2 separate regions of the Mus musculus genome follow, and region 1 is linked to region 2. The links are chromatin contacts, called in public Hi-C maps. All regions are on one chromosome and are shown on one strand. The core of a region is the stretch at or near the end of the contact, and the rest is flanking DNA. Distances in the headings are between cores, read along the strand shown.

Evidence for each region. Hi-C and Micro-C count contacts between places; a contact is called where the count stands out from the background.
Region 1: a Hi-C map of olfactory sensory neurons shows a contact between it and region 2, with 2.8 times the contacts expected there. The contact joins the promoter of Krt77 here to the enhancer-like site in region 2. A contact is called at or near these places in 1 of 39 promoter capture datasets (embryonic stem cells), 10 of 484 Hi-C or Micro-C datasets (cerebral cortex, embryonic stem cells, forebrain and 4 more), 3 of 115 datasets of contacts at active chromatin or transcription factors (astrocytes, embryonic stem cells and neural progenitor cells) and 3 of 9 other capture datasets (adipose tissue, embryonic stem cells and liver).

What each region holds. Positions count from the first base shown.
Region 1 is chr15:101,868,391-101,872,370 of GRCm38.p6, forward strand. Krt77 (keratin 77) reads right to left here and starts at 1,315. Exons shown (of 9, transcript NM_001003667.2): 1 at 677-1,315. The coding sequence starts at 1,228.
Region 2 is chr15:101,772,251-101,776,044 of GRCm38.p6, forward strand. No RefSeq gene overlaps it. Among named protein-coding and RNA genes, the nearest start is that of Krt72, 12 kb to the right of the region's middle. Within about 2 kb of position 1,376, at least 62 of the 459 cell types and tissues checked have an H3K27ac peak or open chromatin away from gene starts, as enhancers often do. A contact at or near this core is called in olfactory sensory neurons and palatal mesenchyme, where this site is marked.

The sequences.
Region 1 (3,980 bases), core at 65-2,564, 96 kb after region 2:
TAGATGGACAGATGGATAGATGATGGATGGGTGGATGATGGATGGATTGATTGATGGATAAATGATGGATGGTGGATGAATGGATGGATGGAAAGATGGATTGATGTATCACCATCCATCATGATGGATGGATAATGGATGAATTAATGGATGGATAGTGGATCATGGGTGAATGATGGGTGAACAGTGGATGGATGGATGGATGGATGGATGGACGGACAGACAGACGGATGGTGGATGGATATGTTTGAGTCGTGGTTGGGTGAATGGATGCATAAGTGTGTGTGGATGGTGGGTAGAAAGATGGATGTGGGGAGTACAGGTGATTGAGTGGGTGCCAAGGTACACAGATGAGTGGAACATGGGTAACGATGAATGAGAGTAAGATGCATGCCATGTGCATCTGTTGGGTATCATCAGGACCCTTATCTGCTTTCCTACTAACAGTGCACACACACACCCGACACCCAAAAGCCTGTGTTAAATGCTTATGTTACAGTTCGGGTGAAAGCCTGGGTTAAAAGCCTAGGTTAACCACTTTCTGAGTTCCCAGCACATGCACAAGAAGAAGTGGCTGCCATCAACTTAAAGAGTACAGTGGTTGCTAGTAGCTACATTCTGGCAGAGTGTGAGGCAGTCTTGGCTGTTTGACTCTCCCTGCCCGTAAGGAACTCACCTTGTCAATGAAGGAGGCAAACTTGTTGTTGAGGGTCTTGATCTGTTCCCGCTCCTGGGTCTTGACCCTCTGAATTTCAGGATCCACCTCCAGGTGAAGGGGCTCCAGGAGACTCTGGTTAATAGTCACCTCATGGATGCCCCCGGGAGGATAAGAAGGACCGAAGCCCCCAAATCCAAATCCAGCACCCCCAAAACCACCTCCAAATCTGCCACCTCCGCCATAGCCACCACCAAAGCCACCTCCACCAAAGCCTCTTCCTCCTCCAATTCCTCCTCCGATTCCTCCTCCAAATCCTCCTCCTGGCCCTCTACTCTGGCAGAAACCACTGGCACTTCGTCCCACTAGGTTCCCAAAGATGCTTTTACTACCACCCAGACTGTAGAGACTCCTGGAACTGAACCCACCACCATAATCACCGCCATACCTCCTCGACTGACTCACAGACACCAGAGCCTGTCTCCCACCTCCAAAGCCTGATGAAGACCTGGAGCTATAGGCCCTCCTGCTCCTCGAGCTAAATGCAGACTGAGAACTAAACTGGCGGCTCATGGTTGCTAGGGCAACCAGAAGCACTGGTAGCAAGGACTCAGCTGAAAGCAGGCAGAGAGCAGGGACTGAGGGAGCTGCGACTCTCTTGGAAAGGATCTGGCTCAGTCCCTATATATACACACACCTGCTGGGCTGGAAACTTTCCGAACCCTGGGAGGGGAGTATTTGCCTGCCAGTAGCATCTGCTTACAAGCCTCATACCTATGTGTTGCTGAAATGGCATTGCAGACAAACTCCCCCAACTTGATCATTTATCATTCATCTCTTACTACGGAGAGACCAAAGGATAGCAATCTCTCAGGATCTCAGTGTTGGAAACTCCTGTAGTGTTTCTCCTTAAATCTCAAATTGATCTTTTCCTAAGAAGCAGCATGGAGTTGTTTGTTTTGGGGTGTGCCAGAGAGATCTAGGATAAAACTATGAAGTGTCTAGTGACCTTGGGGCCACAGCTTGGATGAGAGTGGAGACACTTGCTGTAACAAGGCTGTCCTCGTACATAAAATCCATTTTTTGTTTTGTGGTTTTTTGTTTGTTTGTTTGTTTGTTTGGTGTGTGCATGCATGTGTGTGAACAAAATATCTGTGAGCATCTCCCAGTATGAATGTCTCCTAGACTCAGAGGAGAACTACTCCCATATGTCTTCTTCTATTCTAATATTTCTAAACTGGCACCGACAATATTTTTGTAAAAAGAAAAAGTAGCTATCTTTTAAGAAATACATAAAGACCACAGGTATGTGAAACACAAGCCTTAATTTGGATTTAGTATTATTATTTGGTCAGCATAAAATTTTTCTCCTGGCAGAGACAGTAACAATAATAGTGAGTTCTTAAAGCATTACTCTCACCTTCTGTACTTATCAGGGAGTAGTAGGAAAGGAACCTTGGCTCATGCGCACTCTCTGAGAAGAAAGGGCTGTCCCAGCAGAAGACGTAATGTGAAGTTCATGAGAGTCTACAAGTGTTGTCCAACAGAAGTGTGTGTTTGCACTTGGACACAAATAGCTAGTGCATGTTCGTTCTCTTCATTCCCATATTCACACCCAACTGCACCAAAACGCACTAATAAATCTTGTGATCATGAAGAGAAAGAATAAATTCCCAGCTTCAGAAAATAATGATCAATGATTTGCCCACATGGACACAATTGTTTAAAACCAGAAGAAAGCATAGCCGGTCCAGAAGAATCATTATACAATGTTGCAAAGGGTTGCTGCTCAGCTCAACATGGGGGAATTTAAATCGCTCTCTTGCAGATTGTGGAACATTTTCTCCTAATGTTCTTTTTCTATGTGTTCAAACAATAAATCTTTTTTTTTTCCAATAGTTGTGGCCGGCTCTCAAGTGCCCCAAATTTGGGGCAGAAATTCCAAACAAATCGAGAAAGATCAGGTGGCCTGTGAAATCAAGAGATGGCTAGGAGAGAAACATCCTGTAACTAGGAGTGTCCAGAGTGCTGCCAGACTACAGACCTTATCACTTGTCACAGTGTTCTGAGCGTGGGAACTCATTAATGGGTCATCTCGGGAACCAATGTAGACAGGAAAGTGTGAGAGCCTGAAATATGGAAGCAAAAGCTCTGAGCTCAACTCCAGGCCCTGCTCCCACCTGGCTGTTGTTATCTCAGACATGTCACTTGCTCCAGAGCCTTGGATGCTACAGTTTTTCCAGACTCTATGAATCGAAGCATAGCAGAAGATACTGCAATGTCTATATATACATGCATAGCTCCTCTCTCCCTCACCCCGTCCCATCCTAGGGAGCAGCTACATTGCCTATGATTTCCAACTTAAGCTGAGACAGTCCTGCACAAAACAGGTGGCCACCCTAGTTCTTTTTAATCTGTTCCCAACCTTAACACCTCTAGGGACTTTAGGTAAGCCTGTGAAGCCAACCCCTTGCTCAAAGATAAGGAGAACACAATACAGACAGAAAGAGTTGAAAATGGAATTCTGGAGCTTCGTATGCATGAGAAAGTTGCCCAAAGGCCAGGATTCTGAGTCAAGCAGAGACAGACACAGCAAAGAGAGGAAGAGGTCAGCAGAGAAGTCGGGAATATTATGGCGGGACCACATGCATGGCAGCAGAGGTTGGTGAAGGGATCCTTGCGTAGAGCATCTTTAAACTTGCTTAGAAGCATGTTCCCTTCCCCACCCCTTGGTTTGGACACTGCCTCCTCAAGTCAAGTTTCAGACCCTTGAAACAAAGTAACAAGAGCGAGCAGCATGGGGTACTCTGATGATGGCTGTGCTCCAATATGAAAGAGCAGCTGTCCGCTGGTTCTGTGAGTGGGGCCCCTTCCCTTAACACCTTCAGGAAGCTTTCCCTAAGACTAAAAACCATGGGAGGCCCTCACCCACTGCAGTGATTGTACTGCTTGCTCATGCCCACCTCTCTTCATTCCCATATTCACGCCCAACTAAACAGTTCCTTAATGTTAGGATCAAACATGGCCCAGGAGCACCTCCCTAAAAAGTGTCCATCAGTTTGCTGGCAGAGGCTAATGGCAGAGCCCTGACACTCCTAGTGAAAGTGAAGATTGACATGTAGAATAAGGAGCCCAAAGGGGTCCCACATTTAGCCAGCCTCACCATGCCTAGCTCTGTGGCCATCCTATTTACTAATTACTGATTCCCCCTCCCCATCACTCTCTGCCTGCAGTGCTCTCCCTAAAAGTGGGAAGTTGACTTGTCCTCATCTGACTCCCAAACACTGAAACCCAAGGCTGCCAAGAGGGTGAGGCCCGAGCATCT
Region 2 (3,794 bases), core at 126-2,625:
TACACCCCAGCCCCCTGCTGGTGCTGAAAGGAGCTGCCAAAGAGGAATACAGAGACAGACAGGCAATGCAAAATAATCACCAGTCACCCTGAAGGCATTTAAGGCAATGGAGTCCTGGGGAACCCACAGAGTAGCCTTCCACATCCTCCTCCAGGAAGCCCTGTACAAGATTGTCTATGTACAGTTGTGCAGTGCTGGTTCATCTGCTTTGAGAGACAGTTATTCAAAGGTCGCCCTTATAGCCAAGGTTGGGACTTGCTTGAGATGCCAGTGGGACTTGGAGGAGGGAGTGTTGCTGAGTGACTGACCTCCCACGCTCCCAGGACCTCTGACACAACAGGGATGTTCTCAGACACCTGAGGGAAAGCCCTGTGAAAGAACAGCTAGCTACTGAAGGTGGGGAGGTTCAGAAAGAGGGGGCTGCCTCCTTTCTCCTTCCATGAGAGGAGAGGAGGGGAAGGAGGAGACAGGAGACAAGGCCCTGGCAACTCAGTGTTTGGGAGCAGTCTAGGCATGCCAGGGAGCCAAGCAGCTCCTCCCCCAGAGAGGCACTGGGCTGACCCGGGTTTATCCCCCACAGCTTCTTTGTAATCTTTTTCTCAGGGCCGAGGTAGGTGCAGTACCAGGAGCTGCTGACAGAGGGCAGTGTGTGCACAGGTTAGATGTACCAGAAGTGTTAGCACTTGAGACAAATCCAACGTTCCATACACAGTCTAACTCTATCAACTTCTGCTGCTGCCCGACTCCTGGGCCCTGAACCAATCAGTACACATCCTACAAACACAGAGAAAGACCCACAGATGCAAGTCCCGTGGACAGAACATGGTGCTGAATACCTCAAATCCCAGTATTCTGGAGAGACAGGAGGACCATGGCAAGTCAAGGGCCAGCCTGGGCTACACAGGGTGTTCCAAGCTAGCCAGGGCTACTCAGCAAGACTCTTCCCAAATGAAGTTATCAGTCACTCAGATCTTGCAATGACACACGACAGGTTCAGGTCAACAAACAACAGTGTATATAACCAGGTCCCAGAGTGGGATAAGAAGGCTGAAAACTTTCTGTCATTTGATGATGCTCCAAAGCACTGGGTAGGACTCAGGTGTTCGTGGTAAGTCTGGAGAACACACACTCACAACACCACCAGGCATAAAACAATTATAGGCAGTCGCAATACTTGACAAGAAGACAGATGGCTGTCACCAGTGCCTGCATTGCTACACGATGCATTGATTCGTCATCTTAGAGAGTGTGACTTCTGCTTATCCACTGTGCTGCCCCAGCAACAGCTGTGTACATCTTTTCAGGGTTGAGCTGCACTGCCTAGGTGGGCATAAGCACACTCCGCATAAGCACACTCTGACGCCTGCACCCTGGCACGATCACCTAGCAACACTTTCCAATCACGTGAGTCTTCATTACGCAACACACAGCTGCAGTCATAACAGCTGTGAGGTGTCCTCCACGACTGGAATCACAGACCCCAGAACCTCACAGGGCTTCAACGCCCACTTCTGTCCCTCCTCGATACATGGTCTGATCCTTGGTGAGCTGTTTAACCTCCCTCCCTGAGTCCCAACACCCCAGAGCAAACTGGGCAGTATGACAGTAGCACTTTCATTGTTGACAATGGTCCATACCAGTTCTCAGGAGAATTAGCCATTCTGCCAGGTAGAAAAGTCTCCAATGGGGCTGAGCTGAGCTCCCGGCACACCAAAAGGACAAGGCTAGCTAATGTTAAACCCATTTTTACAAGGGCATGATTTTTCTACTGCGCCACAACTGGCAATTAAAAGAAGCAAAATCCAAAGTCAGAATGCCAGGCAGGTCCAGAGGGACGTTAGCCTGGATGTCTTTGCTTTGCCTCTTTCCCAAGGATCAGTTTAGCATTTGATGATATCAAAGGGCCCCCATTTCAACAATAAATTATGTAAAGTGTATGTATGTGGTTGTGTTAGAAACACAAACCTACTAACCCGGTGTTTTCTCACTTACATGGCAAGGCATTAAGGCGTTTGTATTATGTAGGGCTCTTAATTCCCCAGAAGCAAAGACTCCACTTAGTAGCACATTCTCGCAGGAAATATATCCTGAGTTGAGCCACACATGAGGACCCTGGGACAAGAGGGTGTTGAGGGATAGGGGAGGGACATGCATGGATACCAGCATAGGTTCAAGGGGTGTCACAGCTACACAGGTACCTGCTGAGACCCTACTATTCCCAGGTACTATAAGCAGAACTCTCATTCCTCTGAGCTTGCACTCCTGAAGAGTGGGGCCTGGGGAATGGTCGGGCTGGCAGCTAGAATGTCACTTCTCTTTTCATGCTAGGTGGCTTGATGGGGTTTCCTGGAAGAACTGGGCACAACAGGTGCATGGGAGGGAATGAAATTTCATCCTGGCTACAAAAGATGAGGAAATTATTTTTCTCAATAAGTGGAAAATAGATAAATGGCCCCTGGGTGAGAAGAGTCTAGTCAGCTAAGGGATAGACTGATATGGATCAAGGAAGGATGGACATAGGAAAAGATGTCATAGGCACCTGGAACGCCACCTTTCAACAAAGCTTGTTCTTGAAAGACCGGCCTGCCCATGATAAGATCTCTGTTCACATCAGTTGGCTGGCCACCTGAGAAACCAGCATCCTTGCAAAGAGACACACGCCTACAAAGATCACCCAAACTGCTCATCTTCCTATGCTGATAATTCTTCATAGAAGTTAACTCTACTCGCTGCCATGTTAGACACTGTGTTGTTTGTTGCTGGGTTCTCCTACCCTCAGTAGACTGTGAACCTCCCTGGTTTCCATCTATGCTGTTTGTTTTGGTATCCCCAGCGCCCAGACAATGGCTCACTCCATACTTGTTCCCTAAGCCACCACACTTTTGCACAAATACAGCCAGAAGATGCATGCACAGGCTCCCTGCTTGTGCTAGAAGATGAGGAAAGTGGAGCCACATAGGGGGAAGAAAGGGCCACTGTGGGAGGTGGCTTCAAGCTGAGTACATCTCCACAGTGGGGGTGATGTCACCCACATGTGACGGCATGGGAAGCAGCAAGCCCACCCTCTCAGTTGTTTAACAGGGTCAGCTGTCACCTGATGCCAACCAGACTGAAGTCAGACGATAAAGCAGATGTGAGGTTGATGGTCCAGAGTGGAGCATGAGTCAGACCCCAAAAACATTAGACCAATGTAAAGGGTGACATTTGGGCACATATAAACACTGAAAACCAAAGGAACATGTCTGGACATATTTGTCCCCAGCTAACTCATGCTGAAGTTTGATTCCCAGTGAAATCTTTGGACTTCGACTGAATCATGGAGACACTGGCCCATGACTGGATTAATGGCCTTCCCTGCAGTACGTTAATTAACTGAGCCTGACAACTTCTCTTGCTCATCCTTGAACACAGGATCTTCACACATGTGCCCACTTCCCCTGTCTGCATCTTCTCCATGCAGTGACCCAGCGCCAGGCCATCACCAGGAGACAGAGAGATGCTGGTGCTCTGCTCTTAGACCTACAGAACCATGAGCCAAAAATAACCCATGTTCTTTATAGATTATTGGCTGAAATACTCTCAACACCTGTGGGGAAGGAGATTGTTTTGGCTTATGAGCTGAGAGGGCTGCCATCCACTGGACTTGCTCACAGCAGTGGAGTGTGGGCACAGACTTCTCAGATGGTGTCTGAGAAGAAGTAGAGTAGGCTGGGCCCCAGGCTGGGTATAACTTTCAAGGCCTAGTGGTCTCCTGCTGCCCACCAGGACCCATCTTCTAAAGGCTCCACAGACCT